4 separate regions of the Sus scrofa genome follow, and regions 1, 3 and 4 are each linked to region 2. Evidence: chromatin contacts called from public Hi-C and promoter capture Hi-C data. All regions are on one chromosome and are shown on one strand. The core of a region is the stretch at or near the end of the contact, and the rest is flanking DNA. Distances in the headings are between cores, read along the strand shown.

Region 1 (6,497 bases), core at 2,828-5,327, 540 kb after region 2:
GGGCATGAGACCTATGTCTAAAATCCCCAGGAATCTAGCAACTAAGAAATGCTTCGGTTTTAAGATTAAGCTTAAATAGGACTTGGAAACATAAAGACACAAATCCCAAATTGATCCTTTCCATACATCTTCAAAATGTGTTTTTGTTTTTGTTTTTTCCCTATCAATTTTGGAGCATCCTGACTAGTGGAGAGTTGCTTTTCAATCCCATGGCTATTTTGAGTGTTCATTAAGTTTCAGACTCTTCACACTGAATCATTTAGTACAATGTTCTCATTCTACAAATGAGAAAACTGAGACACAGATGGGTTAAGTCAGTGCCCTCTGATAATATTTTTTCCTCTGATATTTTGCCTTATCAAATTTATCTTTCCTAAAGACAGTCTCTTCAGCAAGTGGTGTTGGGAAAGTTGGAAGCTGCATGTAAATCAATGAAATCAGAACACTCCCTCATGCCATACACAAAAACAAACTCAAAATGGCTTAAAGGCTTAAACATAAGACATGACACCATAAAACTAGAACAGATCATAAGCAAAACATTCTCTGACATAAATCGTACCAATGTTTTCTTAAGTCAGTCTCCCAAGGCAATAGAAAGAAAAGCAAAAATAAACAGATGGGACGTAATCAAACTTACAAGCCTTTGCACAGCAAAGGAAACCATAAACAAAATGAAAAAACAACCTACAGAATGGGAGAAAATATTTGCAAATAATACAACCAACAAGGGCTTAATTTCCGAAATATACAAATAGTTCATACAACTCAAAAATGAAAAAACAAACAACCCAATCAAAAAATGGGCAGAACTCAATAGACATTTCTCTAAAGAAGACATACAGATGGCCAGTAGGCATGTGAAAAGCTGCTCAGCATCACTAATTATTAGAGAAATGTAAATCAAAACTACAATGAGGTACCACCTCACACCAGTCAGAATGCCCATCATTAAAAAGTCTACAAATAACAAATGCTGGAGAGGGTGTGGAGAAAAGGCAATCCTCTGATACTGCTGATGAGAATGTAAGTTGGGGCAGTCACTATGGAAAACAGCATGGAGTTTCCTCAAAAAATTAAAAATAGGGGAGTTCCCATCATGGTGCAGCAGAAGTGAATCTGACTAGTGTCCATGAAGATGTGGGTTCAATCCCTGGCCTCACTCAGTGGGTCAGTGATCCAGTGTTGCCGTGAGCTGTGGTGTAGGTAGCAGAGGTGGCTTGGATCCCGTCTTGCTATGGCTGTAGTGTAGGCCAGCAGCTGCAGCCTGGGATTTTCCATATGCCACAGGTGTGGCCCTAAAAAGCAAAATAATAAAATAAAATAAAAATAAAAGAATTGCCATATGATCCAGCAATTCCACTCCTGGGCACATATCCAGCCACAACTATAATTCAAAAAGATACATGCACCCCTATGCAGCACTATTCACAAGAGCCCAGACAAGGAAACAATCTAAATGTCCATTGACAGATGAATGGATAAAGAAGATGCAGTACAAATATCCATTGTAATGCTACTCAGCAATAATAATAATAATAAAAGTGAAATAATGTCATTTGCAGCAACATGGATACAACTAGAGATTCTTATACTAGGTGAAGTAAGTCAGAGAAAGACAAATACCATATGATATCACTTATATGTGGAATCTAAAATGACACAAATAAACTTATCTATGAAAGAGAAACAGGCTCAGAGTAAAAGACTGGTGGTGGGAAAGAGGGAAGGAGATGGGGAAGGGATGGAGTGGGAGTTTAGGGTTAAACTGTTATATATAGAATGGATAAACAACAAGGTCCTACTGCATAGCACAGGGAACTATATTCAACATCCTGTGATAAACCATAATGAAAAGAATATAAAAAAGAAGGTATATTTGTATAACAGAATCATTTTTCTACACAGCAGAAATTAACACAACATTGTAAACCAACTATACTTCAATTTTAAAAAACTTTAAAAAATTCATATTTCCCAAATTATAAAGATTTTCCAACCCTCAGAGTTCCCGTCGTGGCTCAGTGGTTAACAAATCTAACTAGGAACCACGAGGTTGCAGGTTCGATCCCTGGCCTTGCTTAGCGGATTAAGGATCCGGCGTTTCTGTGAGCTGTGGTGTAGGTTGCAGACACAGCTCGGATCCTGTGTTGCTGTGGCTCTGACATAGGCCGGTGGCTACAGCTCCAATTAGACCCCTAGCCTGGGAAACTCCATATGCCAAGGGAGCGGCTCTAGAAAAGGCAAAAAGACAAAAAAAAAAAAAAAAAAAAAAAAAAAAGATTTTCAGACCCTCTCCAATAAAGATATTGCTAAATTTTCTAGCTATAATTCTTCAGATAGTTATCATTTGTTTTGATAATATACAGAGGGTGGAAGGAGGACTTTCATATTGATATTTTTGAATTTTTTTTCTCACTTAATTTTAACTCCTTTGTTCCCCAAGGGACAGTCTGTTTGTATAGGTCAAAAATACTGTATAATAGCAATTTTATATGTTTCAATCTGATAATGAAAACTCTATTCCTAGGTTTATGTAGTCATTGGTACTGTGCATTTTGTTTCTTGCTTCTGCATTTTCTTGGCATACAGTATACTTTAAAGTAAGTATTATAAAGAAAGATTTGCTGTGTTAATAGCAGTAAAACATGGACAGATACGAGCTAAACATCCATTAATACACCACTTGAATTTCAGTTTTTCACAACACACCTATGGCACCTATTTTGGGGTCCCCAATACTTCACTGCCTGGTCTGACACAAACACAGTAAGGCACCAAGGGGAGAAGTCCCAACCTGTTGGGTGACTAGTCAGAGAAAAGCAAATTAAATATACGGCAACAGGAGTTTGAGTGCTGTGCCTGGCAATGACCTTCATAGCAATCCAGACCTGAGAAGAGAACAGAGGTCCTGGCAGACCTCCCTCTGTATCTGGATCAGCTGGCCCTTTGTATGTAAACAGTGGACAGAGAGCTCCAAGCTTATGGTGTCAGTGTGTTAGTGACAGGACAACAGTACCTGTGAGACATGTCAATGTCTACACCCATTCCCTCAGAGAGGATCTCATTCATTTGTGACTTAAACTACTTATCAAGCACACGGGGGCCTAAAAATCACAAGCCAATCACAGGCCCCATCAAACATTTCTTGTGCTGATATATCCATAAGACAACGCGTTGGGAGGATTTCCACAGTGCTAACAGTTTAGGTAAAGTGATTAAAAGTTGCTTCAAATCCAGTTTTTGCAAGTGTGAACAAAACAGTAATTCAGTATCAGTTTCCCCAGGAACCTGGAGCCAATTATTTCAATCCAGCAGGGGTGCATGTTGGCACAACACCTGCCTATGGGAGAGGGATGGCAGTGCCCCCAGCCATGGGCTCAGGCCCACTTTAGTTCAAGTCTCAGTGAGCCACTCCCTGCTGTGTCACCTTGGGCAAATGACCCCACTGAAATTCAGTTTCCTCACCTGCAAAATGGCAGACACCTAAGTCACCATTGTGAAAAATAGCAGTACTTGCGCATCGGTGTTCCTGAAGGCTTGTAGAACCACGCCAGGCATCTAGCAGGAGGTCAGAAAACAAGAAGGATGAGAACTGACACCTATTTGGTGCTTGCTCTGTGCCAGGCTTTGTTTAAAGAACTTCAAGTGTATCGTTTATTTAATTTTCTCAACGACACTAAGGCAAACACTAATATCATCTGTGTTTTATAGGTGAGGAAAAACTGAGGCATAGCAGATGGCTTCCAGATCTGGCAAGGGCAAGAGAAGGAATTGGGCCTCAAACCAGGCTGTCATCCAACCCCAAAGCCCATACCCTTCCCCAAGGAATGTCTGTCCCAAGACTAACCCACAAGAGACAGGAGAGTACCCACAAACTGATGGCATCCTTTCTTCTCCCTCTCCCTTCCTCCACTCCATGGAACCCACTCTCCGTGCACTCAGAGGGGAACCAGGTATTTCAGAGCATCTAAACTTCAGGGCTTGCTGAGGCCGGGCTAAACTGTTCTGGGTTGAGGGGTTCCCAAGCCTTTCCAAGCTTTGCTCTGGCACTGAGCCTAACCTTTATTTTGTAACTGATTTACTCTACCCAGAAGTCAGCTTCGGCTACCTTCTGTGAGAACTGGGTAGGCTCAGGAAATACTCGGCTGGCCAACCAGAAAATTAAATAAGAAAGTCATCAGGCCCTGAAGCCTAATTCTCAAATGCCAAACAATTTAGAACAATGAGTCACTCTTTGAAAATAGAAATTGTTATGCAATGTTTAAGTCAGGCAACATAACATAGTGTACCGGCAGAAAACACAGCCTGAAAGCACAGGTTCAAGTCCCAGCTCTGGCTATGTAAACCTGAGCAAGTATCTTAACCTCTCTGTGCTACCGTTGCCTCTTTTATCACATGGGAACAACAATAAGCCCTACCTCAGAACTTGCTGTGAGGATTAATGAATCAGTATATGTAAATACTTTAGGATACGCCTGGCACATCACAAGAGCTATATAAATATTAGCTTTTATTATTAATTTATTTTTTCATGTTTCAGTAAAGATATACAGGCTTTGCAGCACTGTCTTTACAGAATAAATTTGCTTTAAGCTTTATTCCTTTTGAAAATGGTTTCCTCGTTTTTACTATCTCACCATCAGCCACCACCCAAGCCCTACAGACCTCCTCCCCACCATCTCAACTTTTCCTTAAAAGCAGCGGAAATTACATTTAAAAGCCTCACGGAATTACAATACTCAACACGCTCATAAAAGTCAGGAAATGCACAAGTTAGAATTCTCTGAAGACATTAACTCAGAATCAGAGGCTCTGGCACATTTCACAGGGCTCCAACACAGCCTCATGAAGTTCCTGCTGGCGAGCTCTAGGGCCTTCCCCAGTTGTCCCTCCTCGCCAGCTGTTTCTGTCTTCTTGAATCCTCCCATGGACACAGCTGGCCTCTGGATTTGTCATTTCAAAGGGATACTACTCTTGTGGCAGCCTCAGAACCACCTCACAGAACAGCAGTCCTCAGGCTGAGGGAGTATAGTGTGTCTGGCTGGACCACTCCCAGAGCTTCTGAGTCAGGAAGTCTGGGCTGGAGCCTGAGAATTTGTATTTCTAACAAGGGCTCCAGTGATGCTGACAGTTGGGACCACACTTTGAAAACCACTGCTCTGGGGGTTCCTTTCTCTTCCCCCTCAAATCTCATAGAACCCCTACTCACTGCATCAAAAAGAGAAGGAAAAAATTCTGTTCATGTACTGTCATCTTACTCATTTTTTTTGGAGAAATGGGAAATACATTGTGTTCAAACCCCAACATAGCTTTGACAAAACAAGCCTCACCTCATTTCAGCTGCTTCACTCCCTTCACCCACCCACCTTTATCCTTCCAGTCACTTTCCGCCTCTGTCTTTGCACAGATGGTCAGGATTGTGTGTATGTTTATACATCTCCAGCCCTGCTTGTTTACATGTACACATTTGTGTTTCTCCTTCTCCCCCATTAAACTATAAAGTCCTTGAATGTCTTTCTCTCTAAGGCTCCATAGCACCTGATGCTAAACACACAGTGGGTGTTTAATGCATGCAGATGACTGATAAATGTTGACTAGTTTATTGTACCTGGTAAGCAAAATGAAGAAACAGATATTGCCATGAAAACTTTAAACTTTGCATCAGAGACCAGAGCGTGTTTATTTTTGCAGCATTAATGTAGCCAAAAGATGACTTTCTACTCACATATAAATATGTGATATGTTGCCAATGAGCATTTTAAATGCTTTGATGCCATTCTCAGAAATACCATCTGTGCCTGTTCTTCTCACATAGTTATCAAAATGAGTAATTTAACATGGGGGAGTTTGTTGTATCCTTATAGGGAATTGCAAGAAAGATACAAGTTCTAGAAATATTTGTGTAATTGTCTTCAACTTTTATTTTATGGGATATTCATGTATGTGCACCGACTACACTTCAATCTTTTCAGAATTAAATAAAGGAATGGTATTAGCCACGAGTATTTTCTGAGTTAATAGGTAACCCAGAGGTTATTATTATGTACTGATTTACAAATCACATGAACTTAAATCAAACGATGAGATCATTATTGCTTTATTTATTGAACAGCTAAGAGTTGAACTTCACCAAGTTAAGGACACAGTATATTATCAGTCTTTCCCAAGAAAGCAAAGGCTATTAGGGAGCCGATCAGAAAGCAAAGCTTTCGTCTCAGTGTCCTCTGAGGTCTAGAATATACATTAACCATAATGACATTGGAGGTCAAATATTTACCCAATTCTGTTGAAAGAAATCAGTGCTACACCTAGTCCCAGTTGATGAGACAACGTGTGGCCTTTTAAGTTTTTTTTTTTTTTTTTTTTTTTTTAAGGATTTGATGCTACATCTAACCTTCTGATCCTAGTCTTCTCTGATCATTAAATTAAGGAGAATTTCACCAGTGTTTTCTGAACACTGGGTTTCTTTAGCTTAAATCTTTCTAAAGTTCAAC
Region 2 (6,371 bases), core at 1,666-4,165:
GTCCCTACCCCGATCACTTTTCTTCTCATCCTACCCAATTACAAATGTATCTTTACTATAGCCTTGGTTGTACCAGAGTCCTTCTGCCAGTTTTCAGTTAGTTTTCAGTGAGAATTGCTCCACATGCAGGTGTATTTTTGATGTGTTCATGGAGGGAGTTGGGCTCCATGTCCTCTTACTCTGCTATCCTGATCCTCTCCTCTCTGCCATAAGTTATTCTGATCACTAGGCATTTCCTCTGATGACACTGACGTGTTTGGATCAAAGTGAGTGAAGGACTATACATATCTGGTTCTACATTTGAAAAAATAGGAAAGGAAGGCTTCACAATGTTAAAAAGTCTAGGGAAACATGAAACAACTAGGACCTGAAAAATGATTGTGAGAAGGTGAGAGAAAATTATAGATGAGTTTCTAGAACAGGGTGCTAAATCAACTTAGTCTCTCCCAAAATGTTTCTTGGGATAACTGTACCAGTAATGCAGGGTGAAACTTTTTCTTCCCCTTCTCATTCCTTTATTCTTTGGTTTCATGCTCCTAGACTCCCACATAAATGGGATTCAGGTTTCCATCTTAAAACTGTTGAAATAACTTTCTAGACCAGAGGTGGAGCTGTTCTTGCCTAGAGTGCTACATCAGCAAACCAGAACTTGGATAACTTTCATGCTTCTGTAAATGCTCCTCTTGACCAGAAATGCAGTATATCCAGTCAGGCGATCATCAAATCCCAAACCAACTCTTTGCCTTCTCACCCCAAATGAGGTTGACTATGTGGCCCCAGACAATCAGATATTTTCTATTTGTCTCTCTTTGTTCCTTATCTTTATCCTACTAAAGCCTCTTGCCTTCCACCCCATTTTGCACTTCTCCAGAAGGAGAGTATCCGCTTCATGAAGTGTTAAGTAAAGTTCGTATCACCTAAATTGTCTTATCTAATTATTTTTTAACAAGACAGAGGTGTTTTATCTAAGAAAATACTTTAAATATATTATAGGTTTCATTATGAGTTAAAAAATCTGTGTGAGAACCTATCTCCCATTTATAACACTCCTTCTACATAAAGCCCAGACTGAATTTCAAACAACTGATTTATAAATATACATTTGAAACACAATCCCCTTTTAAATAAAATATTATCTATTTGCCAAAGTGATTAGCCTCTCATGCGAACACTTGCCTGCCCCCATCCTGATGGTACATCCTGATGATACATGGAAATATGATAATCATACATTGCTATGGGAGGGGTGTCACATAGCGAAAAAGGATTGCCAGAGGAATGAAACCATTTATTTTTTCTAACTGGAAAATCCAAGTGACCTCACTCCCCAAGGATATCTTTTAGGGAACTATGAACAGATTTTGAAACCATATTCCAGCTGAGGGGAAAAAGAAAAAGAAAAAAGAAAAAACCAACAATGGAGTGAATGAAGATCTGGTTTCAAGATTTCAAAAAAAAAAAAAAAACAAACAAAAAAAAAAACAGCAAAAAACAATAGAGTCAGATCGATCAGGGAGAACTCTCATTGCAAGGAGAATAACTCAATTTAGGAAAACAGAATGATCCAGGCTGGGGGGCAGGGGGTTGCTTGCTCATCTTTAGCTCACAGAAGTTCTTGGCACTCAGTTTTCTTTAGCTTCAGCCACGACTTCACTATTACTACCTAAAGGTATCTCCAGGTTGGGTATTTCTGCTCACTCAGCAGTGCAGCCTGGGAATTAGAGAAGCTGGCACAGTGGTTTTGTGGTTGTGATTGAGACCAGTTAAAGCTTTGAAGGTATGCTTGCCTGTGATTTATTGCTTCCTGAAAGGTGTAATGCAGAATGCACCTTCCCTTCAACTCTTCTTGCTAGAAGGAGGCTTGAAAGATAGGGCAAAGAAAAAAATTTTTCATGTTTTTCAGTTTCTTGGAAAAATGTGTGTGTTGTCTCCCCTTGGGTATTTTTGTTTGGCATTTAATGGCACATTTTAAAGTCTTTGTTAAAACAAAGGTACAAAAAGACACAGGTTGGTAAAACCGACCTCTCATTTAGTTCAACAAATTCCTACTGAATGTGCTCGTGTTCTCCTAGGCAGTTGGATGTGTTAGGAGCGAGCACTGTTGCCAACAACTTGAACAATAACCTGGCATAACATCATGTATCTGCTGGACTAGCTGAGATCCAAATGATACAAAGGAAACTAGGCTGAAGTATGGGGCTTGCTGTACAAAAATAAATTCTGCCGAAGGAAAACAAAAGGGAACAGCCAGTATTTCTATGGGGAGAGGGTAAAAATCTCAGCTTATTAGTCAAAAGATTTTTTTTCTCCTGACAGGAAGGAAATGGTCTGCTGTCCTGTTGAGTGAGGCATACAATGAAGCTTCGTGGAAAAAGCATGGGATCTCTTTGTCATGAATTACACTAACCAACCTCAATCAAATTAGGAAACCACAAATGAGAGGAATTAACTTATAAGTGAGAAGGTCACCCCTTTACATAAAGGAATGATCTCTTACACTAACGTCTCAGTTTGGAAGACTCACTGAAACAGAAAGCAAGGCCCACCCTGTGGGTACTGTTTTGTTTGACTGATTTAAATGCAGTCATAGAAGTATAATGTCATAACTTTCCCTCTAGACAAACAGGTTCTTTATGCCACTGTTTCAGTCGAGAGAGCCAAATAATACCTTTTTTATTGCAGTATTTTTAGACATTGGATACATCTGGAAAAATATTCAAGCAGATAATTAGATTGCATTAGCAATGTGTCTGTTGTGGTTTCCCTGATCCCAGAGAAGGCAGCCCTTTATGAAGCACTTGGCCACAGTCTCCACAAAATCTACTGTGTAAATTGGCCCACACTAAAGCATGTGGAAAACATTTTTTGGCTGAAACTCGAAACCATTCATGTGGCTTTGAGACTGGGAAGCTCGGGCTGCCAACATCAATAGAACTTTGTACTACAAACCCAAATGGTCATTTAGACATGTGTACTTCTATGCTCACAAATGCACTGAGGTCAAATATTTTTTAATCTTGGGAATTTTTCCTCTTTATACAGCCTCATATTTCATGCAGGAAATGAGACTGAGTACAACAAACACAAATCATTGAGACTGACAGAGCATATTGGGTTCAAAACCCAAGCCTTGACTCTAATTGCTCTCCAAAGGCCCCTGGCTCAAGGTAACTGTTGATTTAGTTCAGCTGTTTTCAATCAGCACTGTAAGGTCTCACTAAGACAAACTGGTGAGGCCGCGTTACATTTGTACCCTGGATCCCTCGGGTATAAGTATAACACAGTTAGCATTTTAAAAAATTGCATTTGTCTGTACGCTGCAGGCAGTAATTACAAGCAGGCAAATCTTTTGTGAAAGATGGTGTGACCTTCCTTATGGTGAAAGAGTGATGATGGCTTCTAGTGGAGGAAAAATAATGTTTCCATTCAGAGTTCAGAGAGGAAGCCCGCCTCTTTTCAAATGGTTGCCAAACTTGACAGCCAGTTTGTTGTTGTGTTGTGGTGAATATCAAAGTAATTTATTGCTTGAGGGGGGCTGATTTCTTGGTATTACTTAACTGTTGAAGGATTTTCAAAAGCATATGGTCCTGGACTCACAGAGAAGTGATTGCTAAACTGTATAGAAATGCTCTTCACCAAATGTCTTAGTTCATTTATCCTTAATTTTCCTATGCAGCCTATAAGTAGTAAAAAAATTTAAAGATCTGAATATGCATTTTTCTGCTTGGAACAATGTTCTCAATATGCTGCTGACTTTAAAGTTGCAGAGTGGACTTTAAAATGAAAATATTGGGACTATCCAGCTATGGAACTGAATTTAAATACGGGAATCAACTGGGCGGACTAAAGATTGCGATCGAGGATAGACTGTGTTGCTAACGGTGCCCAGGAGAGCTCAGTTTCATATGTAGTTAATAGCTTCCCAAGGACTGATAGACTGCTGGGAGACCAAAGAATTTTTATTATTTCAATGAGTTTCTGGTTACAAATCTATAACTTAATTTCTCTGTGTGTATATATATGTATACACTACACACACACACACACACACACACACACACACACACACACAAGGCTTCTCCAGCACATGGCAGAGTGGTAGGTACACAGTAGGTGCTAAATAAATATTCATTGAGTGACTGACATTAATGGAACAAATGCAATTCAGGTATATATTTAAAATATAGGAGTTGCCATCATAGCTCAACAATAAATCTAACTAGCATCCATGAGGACACAGGTTCAATCCCTGTCCTCACTCAGTGGGTTAAGGACCCAGTGTTGCCTAGGTCGCAGATGAGGCTTGGATCTGGTGTTGCTGTGGAGTAGGCCAGTGGCTACAGCTCTGATTCAACCCCTAGCCTGGGAATTTCCACTTGCCACAGGTGCAGCCCCCCCAAAAAAAAAAGACCAAATAAATAAATTTAAAAATATGGATGCCTTGCTTTGAGAAAACTAAGCATACACTTCTATTCTGTATATAACATAAATTACCCATGGAATCTTAACTTTTAAAAAAGAAGTCATTTTGTCACTTCTATTCTGTATATAACATAAATTACCCATGGAATCTTAACTTTTAAAAAAGAAGTTAGTTTAAAATTTTTAATAAAACTAAAAAAAATTAAATGTAACAAAAGGGATGGCAAGAACAAATTTTTAAAAAGAAGTTGCTCAATTAAATATTGGTTCATCAAGTTAATTTAAATCAATTTAATTGAAAATTCAATTTACAGTCAAGTTTTCAAAACTATTTTTTGATGAGGGTTGCATGTATATATGCATATGTATACATATGAGTGCATGAACTTACACCTGTGATAAGGTGTGCATGTATTTATCTTGGGAGATTTTTATATCCATTACCTTTTTCTGGAGGTCAACTGATTCCTCCAAGTGCATACGTGTATGTGTATACATGCATATATATGCTGATACACATGTATGTGTGTACATATGAATTGATGTCAGTTTTCAACAATCCACTTGGACTTTCTATTATAAGCGGTCTTTAATGGAAATTAAATTTTCCAGAATTTTGTTACCCGGTGTGACAAAACTCCTTCTATTTAAGTTACACCTTCATTACAAGCAAGAAACTTTTAGGAAGTTACATTTAACTCTTTTAAACATAAGGATAATAAATATCAATTTAAATTATTTTTTTCAAAAACATTTATTGTAGTTTCCTCATGTGTATATCCCAGCTAGAGTACTGTACATTGAAACAAACTGGCACACCGAAATATATTTATATCTTGTCTAGGTAAGAAATAGTAATAACACTTCATGTATGAAGCCTTGAACAACCTCAGTGTTAGGTTCCAAAGTAAACTGGCTGAAAATCACATAAGTAACTTGGCTCTAAAGGAAAGCTCCTAAAAGCAATGGTTACTAGGTAAATTGCAGAAGCTATTATCATTTTCTCTAATGCATCCAAAATGTCTGAAGGTGACTGTAGAACTTTCACCTACATTGCTTTCAAGAGCAGCAATTATAGAAACCACATCTAAGAACATTCTTTCAAGTGTGGAGTTATGGGATCCTGTCTTAGGAGAAAAAAAGATAGGGAATGGAGGCTTAATACCTTCTAAAAATTGAGTTAATACTCAGGTTGGGTTTAAATTCTGGTGCTATCACTGACCCATTATCTAACTTTGAGTAATTTACTTCCTTGAGGATCATTATGAATACTAAATAAAGTAATACGCAAAGATTTTGGAATATGGGAAGTAAACGTCCCATATTCTATGAAACTCATTTTCCTCACTTTAATATTTCTGAAGGCAGGGGGTATCTTACAATTGACACACTTTAATTTTTTTTATTTCTTTCTATTGCCTAAAAAGTGATTGCACTGATGATATGTCCTAACACTGTGGAATCATATTGTATCAGTTGCATCCATCTTTCTCCTCCCCTCCCCATCATGCTCATGCCTTCATCTTTGGTTCTTAATGGACAGCGTAGTATGGTCAAGAGCTCAGGCTTTAGAACAAGTGATCTCTGTTTGATCCCCAGCTCTACCACTTACTAGCTGTTGATCTTGGGCAATTTATTTAACCTTTTAAAGCCGCAGGTTCCTCACTGACAAAAAGAGGCTTGTGACATGAAACTCAAAATATTACCATAAGAATTTTAAAGTGTTAGCACTGTATGTGGTACATAAAAAGCATGTAATACAGGTTTGTTAGCAGTTTTTATTATCATGCCTGGCTTGTAAGGACAACAGATGACAATGTTTGGCAGGGTATTTAGAATACTTGCTTGGTTCCTGGATCATCTCATAAGGATATTTGCCAGTCAGAGTACGAACTTCACTGATTTGGCTCTAACTGAGTTATATTTCCATTTATACTCCAATTTGTAAT
Region 3 (6,826 bases), core at 2,224-4,723, 660 kb after region 2:
TCTTTGGATGTGATTTTATTTGAGGTTTTACTGCTGCATGGATCTGCTACTGATTTTTTTTTCTTTCTCTGTCCTCCCCCAACCCCCACCCCATGCCATCCTGCCCTTTTCTTTGGTAAAGTGGTGAGGGAAGAAAGCAACGCTGGGAAGATTCCTCTGGATCCTTCATTCTTAAGAAAACCTCCAGTTTAAAAAAAAATTCAAATGATGAAATGTATAACTAATAGCTGAAAGGAATAGAAAATGACAAAAGGGATCTTTTAAAAAAACGTGCATTATTTCAAATAAAAAAGCAATAGATTTAAAAGATGCATAACTTCTATGACCAGCATTCATATTTTTCTCTTATACTAGCAGATACATATAGTTTTTGTCACTACTTATACTATTCGCGAGTTGAAAACTTGATAACTCAGCAACAAATGAATGGAAATATACGCATTATGTGCGTCAATGAGAAAATAAACAATCTGGCAATCTTTCTGTTTCTTTTGTAGAGGATAAAGAAGGAACTTTTTTTTCAGAGACAATTTCCTAGGGAAGCAGAGTACTTAATATTACTTCACGTAAAAACATCAACACATGAATATGTTAAAGGTAAGGAAGATTATGGTTAACAGACTTTAAATAGAAGACCAAAATTACAGATTTCATGAGTAGGACTATTTTCCTTTAAACAGGCTGTAGGCAATCTGCACATATATTATTTATTTAAAACATAAGATTAAAGCTACTTGATTGTTTAAACACCATCATTTGTAATGCAGTTTGATGAGAGTTTTGTAGTATAATTATTACAGCATGACAATCACAGAGAAAACATGACCTTGAAGAGGGGCCCAGCCTCCTCTCTCAAGGAGGATGCACTGTAAGAGAAAGAAACCATCGGAAAACCAACCATCTTCATGTACAAAATTAAAGGCCTTCCAATTTTCAAATCATTGCTCTTTCTTTTCTCCAGATACTATATCATAAGGTAATCAGAAGACCTGGAGTGTCAGACTCTAATGGAAAAGAAACACTTGTTAAAAGAGAATTTCTAATTTTTACCCATGGCAAACTAGGAAATATGGTGAGTAGACATGTTTGCTATGAACAGTTATGTTAGAGAACATTTAAAGGTAATGTGTTAGAACTGATTTTTGAAGAGGATGGGAGAGCGGAGAAAAAGAGAAGCAGCAACCCTTTTGCTCCAGTTTTAACTTCTCTATTTAAACTTAACTACCAGCTTGTGCTAGTAAATCAAAGTAAAGTGTGGATAAGCCAGGGAGAAGTCTTAGTTGCCCTAGCTGTCCCAGCATGCACAGGTCTATGTGTGGCACTTGCTATACAATCCTGGAGCTGATTATGGGATGAACCAACAATAGACTGGTAGAAGCCAGCCAATAACTAGATGATTTCAAGAGGCGCAGGCAGCCAAAGGACAAAGCTTAATTGCCGATAGCCATATAATTCAAAAATTCTTGTATATGGAGAAAACCTGTCTTGTCATCACCAAATTTAACCAAAAAAGGGGCAGCGCTTCCTTCCTATTGATTTTCCAAGTTAGAAAAATGAATAATAGGAACCACTCTCCAACCTCACTTAATGAGAACATGGCAAAGCCACAATGCTGAACTTGTTGGAGAATTACTATGACCTTATACAGACTGCCTAAAATCGCTCCTTTAATTTTTCATTTATAATTGATATTTGAGATTGATCCAATTATAGACAAATCAATATTAAACATTTTTAAGAACTCCACCATTGAAATGTATTGTCTAAAATGATTCTTTTAATATTTCCAGAAAAAGTTCTCCGTAAAAGCAAATCTCAAAATAGAACGTTATTTCTGATTAATAAATGCCTTTCCATAACTCTCTTGAAGGTAAAATAATGGGAACATTGGGGCAATTAACACCAAAAAATTCAGTACGTTCCAACCTAAGATAAATGCTTGTCAAAGATGTGTCTTTCTTATGGAAGAATTCACCACCATTTGGCTAAAACGGCATTATTCACTTACCAATCACGTGGAAATAACTCAAATAAATGCAGCAATATATAAGATTTTCTGCTATGTGGTGTATTTGCTATGTGGTGTATTTAGAAAAACAGATCCAAACTGGAGATTTATACATTTTGCCTTGTCTATTTAAATTTTTGGAATCCCTTTTAAGTCAAGTTCCACCTCATAAGAATTTTAGCCAGGTCATTTATCCAAAGCTTCCCAATCAATGCCTTACACAGCTCAGCCGGCCAGAGGGGCGGGGGTGGGGGTACCATCCGAACTATGGAGGTGGGGTGGGCAGGACAGGTTTTTCAGGTCTAGATGCTGTTTATCCCACACACTCTCTCTCTTTGTTTCTACTAATTGGAAACAGACTCGTGGTCATGTTGCTGAGAAGCCCCTAGAAGTCTGAGCAGCTCTCTATCTCCCAACACAGCGAAATCTGGACTTTTAACAGAAGAACCGAAATTTCGCGCCGCGGGCAAAATATCGCATCTGAGACTACGACGCGCGTGCCTTACCCTGGGTTCCTTCCCGCCAAATCAAGGCAGCCCGATCTTTTTGCAAGGTGGTTTGAAATTTTCTAATAAAAACCAACTCCTACCACCTTGGGTGCAAAGGGGGCGTGGGCATTAAAAGCCTAGTCTTAGGCGGCTGCTGTATGTACGCCAGCCAATGAGTTGCTCATGTACGCATTTTCCACCAAGTGCACAGTCCACTTCTCCTGCATCCGCCAAAAGGCAGCTCGAGGAAAAACAATCCTCAGAGAAATTTTTGAATGTGACCTCACTTTCAATAGTAGCATCAAACAGGGGACAAGCACCGAAAGATTCCTTTGGCTCGAACTACCAAAAAGCACCCCTTCTCCCTCATAAGAACCTACGGGGTTAGTCTCTGAGTTTCACTGAGATCTAAAGATTTTCATTAAAGGGAAAAGTGACAAGTGGGCAGCATTTTTGCAAATTCGAGCCCCCAGCTTCGACCGCTGCACGTTGGCCTGTCCCTCCCGCTTGCGCGCTCCCGCGCGTTCCCTTGCTTGCCCCACGTTACTTTGACTGACAGCCCGGCCCCGCCGCTCTCCTTCTCTCCGACCTTCCCATCCCCGGTGCCAATCTTCGCGTCTCGCCGCTTTCCATTGGCTGGTTTCGGCGTCCCGCGGCTCCTTCAGGAACAGTTCCTCGCCGAGCCCGGGAGGACGCGGCTGGCGGAGGGGAGGTGGGGGTGGATGGGAGGAGAGACGGGGGAGACGGCGGAGAGGGAAGCAAGCGGGGCGGGAGAGAAAGGAGGGAGAAGGGGAGACAGCCCGTCCGGTGCCGCGCTGCCATAGGCTCTGGGGAGGTGTCGCGTCACCACCCCACGTTGGGTCTGGCGCATGCGATTGGCTGACACGGGCCTTCCCGCTCCCCCCTCTCCACTCGCCGGGCCCACGTACCCCGCCAGCTCCTCGCTCTCGCCCCCGCCCGCGCAGGGCTGGGCGGGGCCGGCGCTGGTTAGCTCCGGAGTGTGAAACCGCGTGTTAATGTAACCGGCGCGAGAGGCGCGGGCGGCGGCGGCGGCGGCGGCGGTGGCGGCGGCGGCTGCAGGAGCAGCAGCAGCGGCGGCGGGCACCCTCTGCCCCGCGTCCCTGAGGCAGCCGACTGCGCTACCCCCACCCTCGCACGGCCGGGCGGCTCCCTCGCCACCAGCCCGGACCTTCGCTGGCCCTTGGCGATTACTCCGGACTCGCCCACGGAGTTTGCCTGCTGGGGAAGGAGGCCAAGCGTCGGAGCGCACTCTTGCGCTTTTCCCTACCATCGAGTGGATGTCGTTCCCCGGGTCGTGAGAGAACTTTGGAGCGGGCTGGAGCGCCCTTTGCGGAGAGGTAGACGAAGAGAAGGAAAGAAAGAGGGCTGACGGAGAGGATCGGAAGAAGGGGTCCGGAGTGGCCGGGCGGGCCGTGTGCGGCGAGTGTGCACGGGCCGTGTTGCTCGGATGCGCCCAGGGGTCGAGGAGCAGCGGAAGGCTGCGGGACTACTCTCCGCCGAGTAGTCCCGTCGGGCCAAGAGGGTTTGTACAACCGCGGAAAACAGCAAGAGCGGCCCGCACGGGGCGTGCCGAGACGCCTCCCGGCGCGCCCTCCACACTTTGCCCACCTCGTCGTCATCCCGCGCTCCTCCGCTCGGGTTAAGCCTGCGGAGCGCCGGACACGGAGCCTCCCCCGGGGCCCGGACCTCGCCCCTCGCCGCCTCCAGGGACCCTGCGAGCGCCCGGTCTTGGGCGCCTCCCGGACCTGCAGGGGTCGGCTGTGAACGTCGTCACATTTGTTTTGTGGGGTTAGCGGGGGCGCTTGCCACCTGCACCTCCCCGGCTGCTGGCGCCGCGGGGAAAACCCGGCTAGGAGGCGGACCGGGAGAAGAACGGTGGAGAGCAACCCGCCTGGATTTGTTTGCCCGGGACGGGTGCGGCACACGCGGATCGCTGAGGGGAGCGCAGCGAGTCACCGCGCCCCCACCTCCTCGTCCCGGCGGCCCAGGCTCGCGATTTGGAGTGCGGCCCCGGGCGCCGGCGGCGCCCCGCAGGTTCTAGGTGCAGCGGGGCCCGGGGTGCCCTGTGATGTGGCCCTGAAGGTGGGAGCCCGCACCGGCGGGAACAGGAGCTGCTGGGCGCCGAGTGGCCTCTGCGCCCAGCGGAGCGCGCCTGCGTGCGTGGCCAGCGCGCCCCCCGCACTTCCCGCTACTGCCCGGCTTCTCAGCTTAATTTTCCTCGGCGGGATTAAAGTTGGAAATTGAGCGGAGAATTGAGTTGCCCGGGAACGGAGCCGCGGCCGCCGCCAGAGCGATGTTCCCACAGAGCCGGCACCCGGTGAGGCGCGGCTGGCTGGCTGAGTGGGGGACAGGGGGTGAGGGGTGGTAGGCGCTCTTGCTGTGTGGTAAGGAGATGGGTGGGTGCTGCATTCTGGCCGAACCCCTGGCTTGGGAGGTCGAGGGCCCTCCTCTCCTGGGTTGGGGAGTGGGCTGAAACTCTAAATTTCCCCGTTTGCTCTGTGCCCCCTCCTACTTGAGGTCTAGACTGGGCGGGTGGGGGCGCCCGGAGAGACTGGGGTTTCTTTCCAGCAGACACATCCTCCCCCTTCCCAGAGGCGAGTAGGGCGCCCCCACCTTTGTTTCTCGTCTTGCCTATTTACATGTCAATGCGGCCCCCTTTCCAGCAATGCTGGAGGTGGCCCCGGCGGCTCTGGGAACGGGAAGAGTTGTTTCTCTTCTCTGGTCCCTGGGGTCATTATCGCCCCCGTGAAGGAGGGGCCGGCGGCGACAGCGACAGTCTGGCCCAGTTCTCGGCCGCCCGCCAGGGAGCCCCTATCCCTTCAACCAGGTGACCCTTTCGCACTTAACGCGATTCGTCCTGGAGGCTAGAAGAGGCTCCAAGCCATTTTAGAAGCATCGGATCTGGGGAGGTCCACCTTCCCCCTGCCCATAGTGAAGGGCAAACTCGAGTCCGTAGCTCCGGTTTCTTCCACTTCTAACTTCATTTTTTGTTTATGTCCCACCCACTCTTTCGTCCTCTGACTTACTTCTTTATCCCTCCGCCCGCATCCCCGGTCCCTCGGTCCCCCTGGTCGTCTCTAGACGCCGCACCAGGCTGCAGGCCAGCCCTTCAAGTTCACTATCCCGGAGTCCCTGGACCGGATTAAAGAGGAGTTTCAGTTCCTGCAGGCTCAGTATCACAGGTGCGTGTCCGTCCGTGCCCGGTGAGTGGTCGCCCCGGCAGCGCCCTGCCCCTGGTCGCCCATCCCAGTGTCGGCGGTGGCTGTACTTAGTACTTGCGTCCAGGCGGTGGCGTGTGGAGTCGCAGTTAAGACCTGTCATTCACATTACCCACTTTCCTGGCTGTTCCTGGGCCGCCTCTTCTCTTGTCTCCTCCTCCTCCCATTGTTTCCCTTTTGCCCGTTTGCTGCTGTTCCAGGGAGCCTTTTTTCGTGTATTTAGGAGTTGCATGAGAACTGTCAATATTTGCACTTCATTTATTTATTTTGCAACAGGCTGAGCTGAAATCTTGGTTCAATCGATGCCCCAGCTCTGGAGTGCAGGTTCAGGGAGGCAGAGCCGGTGTTGAAATCGCTGTTTGCCATACTAGAATTGGGTTCTTTGAGACAAAGTCCGTTATGGAAAGGTAGCTGCTTTTAGCTGTTCCTATCATTAGTGAGGGTGTGGATATGTGTAGGGTAAAGCTCACCTGCTTTGGCCTCATTGTGGGTTGCATTGGGTAGCACAAGGGATTTGAGTCCCATTTATGTCCATCTCAGCTTTAGTCTCTTTATCTAATGAAGAGACCTGCTTCAGAAAATTTATAAATGAAAACTATTTGTGAGGCACTCTGTCCATAGTGGACTTTGCAGAAATGTTAGTTTCTTCCTTTGTTTCTATGAAGTCTTAGGTGATTAGAGCTAAGAAATGACTGTGTAATGACAGGTTTTATGTTTGCTGTGCTTGAGCAAAAGCACACAGATACTTGGGTGTGAATTTTCTTATTTTGTCAGGGGCTTTCTGATTATTGACATTTTGTCTACTTGAAGATAATAATCTCTAGAGCTTGACGCATACCTGCCCACACCATGTTTATCAGGTAGGGAGGACTTCATCCCACTTAATTGCGTAGTTACGTGGCCTATTTGGTCAGGGAGTTAAAAACAAAGGTTTTAAAAGGAAACAACAATTGTAGAAGTAACTTTGCAGGTACAGTTTTCAAACTTTGAGACTTTTTGAGTTGGCACAGATAGTACAGCCTGTGCCTTCAACTGGAGGTTGTACAAAGGCTAGGTTTTGGTGGAATCCAGGGCAGCAAACTTTGATTCCG
Region 4 (6,506 bases), core at 962-3,461, 730 kb after region 2:
CCCTCTTTCCTATCTCCGAAAAGCCATGATAAGAAACAGATGTTTGTCCTTGGGTTTCAGCAGCTGCACTCTGTTCAGTCTCCGACTGTTTACATTTGGCTTTTCTTTCATTTCCAAATAATCCAAATCCCAGGGACTTCAATAAAGTTTCTGATAATTATTCCGCATGTAAGCTCCTTACCAAACTATCATTGTGTGTCTGAGTTTGCTAATATTGACTGAAACAGCCGGTCTGGCCAGCTCAAGTATGCTTCTTGCTTGCTTTCGTTGGCTAGCATTCTGCTGGTACATCCCTTAGGAGTCAGTGGTCTCTCCTTCAGTAGAAATTGGGAGGGTTTCCCTGAGGCGCCTCCAGCCCCTGAATAAACTCATAACTTTTAACTTTATCTTCCTCCCTGGGAAAGGAAAAACGTAACACCCTGGGCCCAGGGGAAAAGAGGCCCCAGAATATTCTCCTAAAGCTGCGCTCTGGTTCACATAAATCCAGGATCAGGTTCTCATTTGGAGTTGTTAACAGGGAATGGAAACCTTGAGCTCAAGGAGACATCTCGGATTTTATCAAGAGTACCTTCCTTCAAGTCACATCATTAGGTGGTACTTGTGCCTCAGTTTGCCTTCTGTGAATTGGGTACACTGATACTGCTTAAAACTGCCTTCCCTCCCAGTGTTGCCAAGTGTTCCAACCAAGGAGGAAGTGCATGGGCAGTGCTTCTCTTGGGGTCCATTCTTCCCTGGAGATGAATTCATTTCTATGGGAAGAAGGGATCCTATGGAGGAACTGGAAGGGATACCACCCCAGCCTTCCCTCCTTTCCTATAATGATGGGCGCTGGAGAGGACCCTGGCATTGGTCAGGCTTGGACCTGAACCTAGGTAAGTCACAGCTGCTTGTGCTTCCTTGCAGCAGCCGGCCTGAGGACGCCCCTGGCGGTGCCCGGCCCGTACCCCGCGCCCTTCGGGATGGTGCCCCACGCGGGCATGAACGGCGAGCTGACCAGCCCCAGCGCCGCCTACGCCAGCCTCCACAACATGTCACCACAGATGAGCGCAGCCGCCGCCGCCGCTGCTGTGGTCGCCTACGGGCGCTCTCCGATGGTAGGGACGACAGGGATGGCCGGGGCGAGGGTGGGCGCGGGCGGGAGCTGCGGCGGCAGCGGCAGTGGTAGGCAGCTCCCAACCTGCTGACAAAGACCCACTGTCCCCACCGCACCCGCCTCCCTCTTGTCCGCCTTCATCAACATGCCGCTTCATTAAGCTGAGGCCAAATGTGTTTTGTTTGACTGTTTTTGTGGATGAAAAAAGGCAGTGTTTAGGAGCTGCTTCGGCGGTTCAGGGACATCTGGTTTTCTCCCACCGAAGTAGACTTTTTTTTTGGAAGGCGATGAAATGACTCAAGTAGCTCACAGAAGCCTTTTCATTCGTTTCTTGGTTTTTTTTTTTTTTTTTTTTTTTTCTCCTCCTCCTTAATTCTTAGGAAAAAATATTTGAGAAGCCGTAATTTTCTCTTTCCATGCTTATATTATTCTTTAAATCCAATAGTGTGGCTCAGGTTTAAGAAGTGATTTCAGTTCACCAGGGGGAATCACAAAGGGACTGAAACAGTGGGGCAGGTTCTCCTTGTCCTGCCTTCTCCCAGTGTGTAGATGGCCTTGTGTTTGACCAGGAAGAGAGACCGTGAAGGGAAAATTGACTGACTAGTCCGTGATTGTACCAGGAAAAGGGACTAGATTATAACTGATAGCACATGGAAGTTCCTGAATCATTTCTGTGGGTTCTTTGAAATCTGTCCCTTGCATTTCTTTCCTCTCCCTCCTTCACGACCTCCACTAATTTGGGGTAATATTGAAGTTTACCTTTTTTTCTCTTATATTGTGTTAGTAGGAAAGACTGTGCAGTGGGCAGCAGGATTGTTTAAAGCCAAACGGGTAGCTGAAGGACTAGGTACCTTCGTTAAGGTGCACAAAATAGAGAATCCATGTGTGAAACTGGGGGTAATTTTTCCCCCTAGGGACATCTGGTACTATCAGAAGACACTTCTGTTTCTCTGAACAGGGGTGGTACTAGTGGCACTTAAAGGGTAGAGGCCAGGGATGCTGCTAATTATCCTGCCCCCAACCGAGAAATACCTGGCCTAAAATGTCAATAGTGCCGAAGGTGATCGTCAGGTTGTCCTCAGGCTGACAGCATATTGCTCTTTGTACTTGTTTGGATGGGCAGGACATCCTAAGTCCATAGGGCGAATTTACCATGGGAGGCTGGTTCTCAGTGCACAGATAGATCACAAGCCTTCCTTCCTCCCCCAAAAGAAGTGTGTCTTGTGCTGTTTAGAGGTGGCTCTGTTACCTCACCCATTGTAATTTTTTCTTTTGAAAAAAATGCTAGCACATGTTCCTGTTTCTGTTGCTTTGGGGATTTCTGAGTTTCTAGTGCCAAGTCTTCAGAGATGTCACAAAGTGCCTACCCTGCATAAACTGAGTATGCGATGCTTTCTTTTGTTTCCAGGTTGGGTTTGATCCTCCCCCTCACATGCGCGTACCTACAATTCCTCCAAACCTGGCAGGAATCCCAGGGGGGAAGCCGTAAGTACCTTAATGCCTTAGTTTTGTTTTAAAGGCGCTTACTTAGTCATGGGTAGCGGCAGACTAGAATTCCAAAGGGAACATGGGCTTGGGTGTTTCCAAGGAGATTTCTAGTGTCTTTTCCTGAGGAGTGTTAACACTTTCTATAAATAGGCACCTGGTAGGTGTCATGTCTCTGTCTTCTCACTGTGGGTGATCTCATGCATTTCGTGATTTCTGCAGAGAAGGTGTTGGAGACAGGGACGAGGAGGGAGGTATAAACCCGGGGTGGCTGGCCCTCCTCACTTGATCCTTCCTCAGAAAGCTGCTCTGCTTTGCCATTTAGTTAGAGGGTAGCCACTGGAGATACTCCACTGAATGCTGTGGTGGACAATAAGCTGTCACAAAAATCTCAGAAGTGTGAATCACATTGTCTCTTTAATCCAGCTCATTGCTAACTTTTCCTTATTTTGGTGGAACCAAGGGTTATGTGAAAGGTAGGTTCTGTTGGATGCCAGCATCAGAGGTTGACCCCCAAGTAAAGTTTTGGTGAGTGCCTTCCTCTGAGAGATCTGGGATTACAAAGTGCAGCATGGCTTTGGTGGGGAAGCAAAAGAGATAGGTTAAAGGGCAAGAGAACATTCAAAATTTGAACAGCCCTGTTGGTTATTCTTCTGGGGTCACTTAAAATCACCTGTTTTCCATAATATTAGTAATTAGAAGCATGATTTCAAAGAATTCGTTGAGTCCTCACTTTCTGTACAAACTTGAAATTCGAGGGTCTGTCTTAACTTCTCAGCAAATACTCTGTCTCTCCTTAGGCTAGAAGATGACAGGGAATAAAGCCTGTTCCAATTTGTTGATTTTTCCACATATAAAGATACATGTCACAGGTCTTCAGGTTTGTTTGTTTGTTTGTTTGTTTGTTTTGCTTATCCCTCCACCTTTGAGTGGTTGCTTTCAGTTATTACTTATCTGTTGCATCTTGCACTATTTTGAGTGGTCCATTCAACTATCTGGTCATCCTCATGTGGTTTTCATTGTAGTAGCCTTGCTTTAAACAAACCAATAGAATGAGGCAAGATGGAATTCCTTCCCCTGTCCCCTGCTTTTAAAAAGCAGATTCCCATTGCTCCTCTTTTCCTGCTCTATTTCATGGGAATTTGATTCATGGTGAAATGAAGCTTTGGTTTATACTGTGAACTAGTAGAGATGTTAAGAATTCATGGTGATATCTAAACCCAGGGAAGACCAGGATTGAGAAGCCGAACACTGTTGCAATACTTTCTCAGCTGGTGGATCTCTTCTGATTGAATACCGTGGACTACTGTGTTATTTTTCTTGGAAATGTCCCCCATTGTCCAGACTGGAATGCCCCACTTGTGGGTATTTGTCACCTGTGGTTGCTGACATTGTGGCTTGCTGTTGTGTGTCCTACTATACAGTGAGTGGATAAAGGGCAAACTAGTAATGTTAAGAGAAATGGTAGTAAGTAATAATAATGGATGAATCTTCAGGGAAATAGTAGACAAGGCCAAGTTCAATTAACCATTAGTGAAAGCCAGATTGAGGAGTCAGAGCTGTGGGGGTTGTCCAGCTGCCAAGGTCCCCACCCTGAATGTGAAATGTGAGTCATTTGGGGTGTGGTGGGCAGAGCTGAGAGCTACAGTGCTAGTCTTGAAGGCTGGTGTGTAGGGGAGGGTTAACTCAGACTCAATTCCTAATAGTTTGTATATGTGTTAAAAATGCAGTTAGACGTGAAGTTTACACCTTCAGTGAATGATAGTACTACCATCATCCTTGACTTGTGAGCACCTTGGATCTTTGTGTTCACAGCTACATAAGGTAGGATCCATTGTGCCCAGGGACAGTGGGCAGAGAGGTGAAGTTGTAAGACTCACCTGTGACAGTGCTTTCCTATGGTCTGTGGATCCGAGGTCTCACTGCTCTCTAAACAGTTAAAATAATTTTTTTGGATTCCCTTTCAAGTTTGAGATGAGTCATATTACAGGAGGAAGCTCGAGTTAATTGGGAAGGAAGATGGAATTAATTGTTATCAGAGGGAAAAATGAACTTGCCTATTGTCTGGGATCTGGGCTATGCAGCCTTAGTCCCCATATTAATCCGTTAATTAGGATGAGAGGACTTTCTGTTCTCATCGTTTGGTAAAGTTATACTACCTGAGGCAGTGCTTCTCAAACCAGCTATGATGACAGACCGGTTTTTCCCAATATGACAAAGATTGATACTCTCTTAATAGACAAACACAGACAAATGGGAGGGGAAAGATGGAAAATACAAGTCCCAGTTTTTTTATTACAAGAGTCAGCAGTTGTGAATTGACTCTGAGTTGCTGTGTAAAAGTTTCTCGACACTTACTCTTTATAAGTGAGCATGTCCAGGCTAGGGTGAACAAGGTGGTAACGGTTTTGCAAGCATCGTTCTCTGAGAAAAACCAATTGAAATAATAATTGGGAAGGGCAGCTGGAGGCTCTTCATGGATGTTTGACAAAAAACTGTTAGGTGCCAGGCATGCTCCAGGAAAGACAATGTTCATCTTCCCAGCTTTGGGGGCTGGGAGTGGCTACTGATGCCAGGGAAATATGAAAGGAAGAGTAAATACTTGAGTTAAGTTTGTGACAAATGCTGAGTGCTGTGAAGGCAGAGCAGCAGGTGATAGGCAGACAAGTAAAGAGGGACCAAAGTTAGGAAGGGAAGGACTTTCTTGGGGGAGGGTAGATATGCAGAAAGCTGCTGCTTGTGCTGAAAGGAGTAAGCCCACTAGGCAGAGTGGGAGGGGAAGGTGGGCTGTTGCAGGCAGAAGGGTCACTGGCTTCCCGGCAGATAAGGAGCTTGAGGGTTCACGGGCAGACGGATGAGGGTGTGAGAAGAGTGGTATAGCCCAGCCAGGAGAGTTCAGCTGGGGCTGGAGGGACCTACCTTCAAAGTGCTTGCCTCTCGTGTGACTGCTCAACTGTGGTTCAAGATTCTCACCAAGTGGCTGTGCGCCTCAGCCGCAGCACCTAGTGGTGGGGACAACCTGCTGCCCAGAGCCACTCTGGGTAAAACAGAGTTGCTCCCTGGCTGTGTGAAGACTCTTCCAGTCTCTCCCTGGAACTTTTACCCCTCAGTCCTGTTCTTTCCCACCCGCTAAGACCACACAGTGTGCCATTAATCCATGGACAGACAGCTCTTCAGATCTTTGGGGACCACCATCTGGCCACCAGGCATCTCTTCTGGCTGAATATGGCCATTGCTTCAGCCCTGTCTCCATTGGATGTGATTTCCGGTTCCCACGCCATCTGCCCACCACAGTCTGGTCAGTTACCTCCCTCCTGTTCTCTCTTCCGCACATTTCATTGAGATCTGCTGTATAGGCATAGAGAATCCTATTGGGAGTTCACAGCCTAGGATAGAGTGCAGCATTAATCAAGTAATCACAAAAATAAATGTATAATCATAATGGAGATAAGAGCTATAACAGAGGAGTACTGTTTTGTGAAACCCTGTGGAGGACTGATCTCATCTGGAGGGTCATGGGAGGATTCTCAAAGTGTTTTATGTGCTGCAGTAAATCTGTAGGGATAGGGCATAAGCCTCTAGGTAAAGGAACCGGCATATGCAAAGGCCCTGTGGCCTTCCATTGTTTTTATCAAAGTGACCTAGAACAAGATGACATTCTCACCATTCTGTGCACATTTTTTGGTGAAACGCCAAAAAATGTGTACAGAATGGTGAGAATGTCAACCTGGACATTTTTCTCTCCCTCATTTCTAACTTCTCATAGCTTCTTTTTGTTCAAGGCATCATCCCTGTTCTGTACAACATCTGGGCCCAAACTTTAGCCTTTGATTCTTCCTTGTATAACTCCCATTTTTACTCAGTCTTCTTATTTGTTAAAATCCTCATGGAGATACTAAGTGAGTTTTCCGTTTATGAAATAGTTATC

Evidence for each region. Promoter capture Hi-C pulls out the DNA fragments that hold promoters and counts their contacts. A called contact is a pair of places that touch in the nucleus more often than the background predicts.
Region 1: a contact with region 2 is called in a Hi-C map of liver, with 2.1 times the contacts expected there. The contact joins two enhancer-like sites. A contact is called at or near these places in 2 of 47 Hi-C or Micro-C datasets (liver and skeletal muscle) and 1 of 2 datasets of contacts at active chromatin or transcription factors (skeletal muscle).
Region 3: a contact with region 2 is called in a promoter capture Hi-C map of liver, with 16 times the contacts expected there. The contact joins the promoter of LOC100524475 here to the enhancer-like site in region 2. A contact is called at or near these places in 3 of 5 promoter capture datasets (fetal liver, fetal skeletal muscle and liver), 13 of 47 Hi-C or Micro-C datasets (embryonic fibroblasts, fetal skeletal muscle, fibroblasts and 7 more) and 1 of 2 datasets of contacts at active chromatin or transcription factors (skeletal muscle).
Region 4: a contact with region 2 is called in a Hi-C map of liver, with 7 times the contacts expected there. The contact joins two enhancer-like sites. A contact is called at or near these places in 3 of 47 Hi-C or Micro-C datasets (heart right ventricle, liver and skeletal muscle) and 1 of 2 datasets of contacts at active chromatin or transcription factors (skeletal muscle).

What each region holds. Positions count from the first base shown.
Region 1 is chr1:234,496,586-234,503,082 of Sscrofa11.1, reverse strand. All of the region lies in intron 2 of SPATA31D1 (spermatogenesis-associated protein 31D1), which reads right to left. Among named protein-coding and RNA genes, the nearest start is that of SPATA31D1, 130 kb to the right of the region's middle. Within about 2 kb of position 4,077, at least 12 of the 83 cell types and tissues checked have an H3K27ac peak or open chromatin away from gene starts, as enhancers often do. A contact at or near this core is called in liver, where this site is marked.
Region 2 is chr1:235,030,960-235,037,330 of Sscrofa11.1, reverse strand. No RefSeq gene overlaps it. Among named protein-coding and RNA genes, the nearest start is that of FAM205C, 650 kb to the left of the region's middle. Within about 2 kb of position 2,915, at least 20 of the 83 cell types and tissues checked have an H3K27ac peak or open chromatin away from gene starts, as enhancers often do. A contact at or near this core is called in fetal liver, fetal skeletal muscle, liver and 1 more, where this site is marked.
Region 3 is chr1:234,367,302-234,374,127 of Sscrofa11.1, reverse strand. LOC100524475 (transducin-like enhancer protein 1) reads left to right here and starts at 3,473. Exons shown (of 20, transcript XM_003480540.4): 1 at 3,473-4,834; 2 at 5,599-5,699. The coding sequence starts at 4,811. SPATA31D1 (spermatogenesis-associated protein 31D1) reads right to left here and starts at 3,162. Exons shown (of 7, transcript XM_005660180.3): 1 at 3,044-3,162.
Region 4 is chr1:234,298,001-234,304,506 of Sscrofa11.1, reverse strand. It overlaps LOC100524475 (transducin-like enhancer protein 1), which reads left to right. Exons shown (of 20, transcript XM_003480540.4): 13 at 904-1,094; 14 at 2,502-2,578. Among named protein-coding and RNA genes, the nearest start is that of SPATA31D1, 70 kb to the left of the region's middle. Within about 2 kb of position 2,211, at least 14 of the 83 cell types and tissues checked have an H3K27ac peak or open chromatin away from gene starts, as enhancers often do. A contact at or near this core is called in liver, where this site is marked.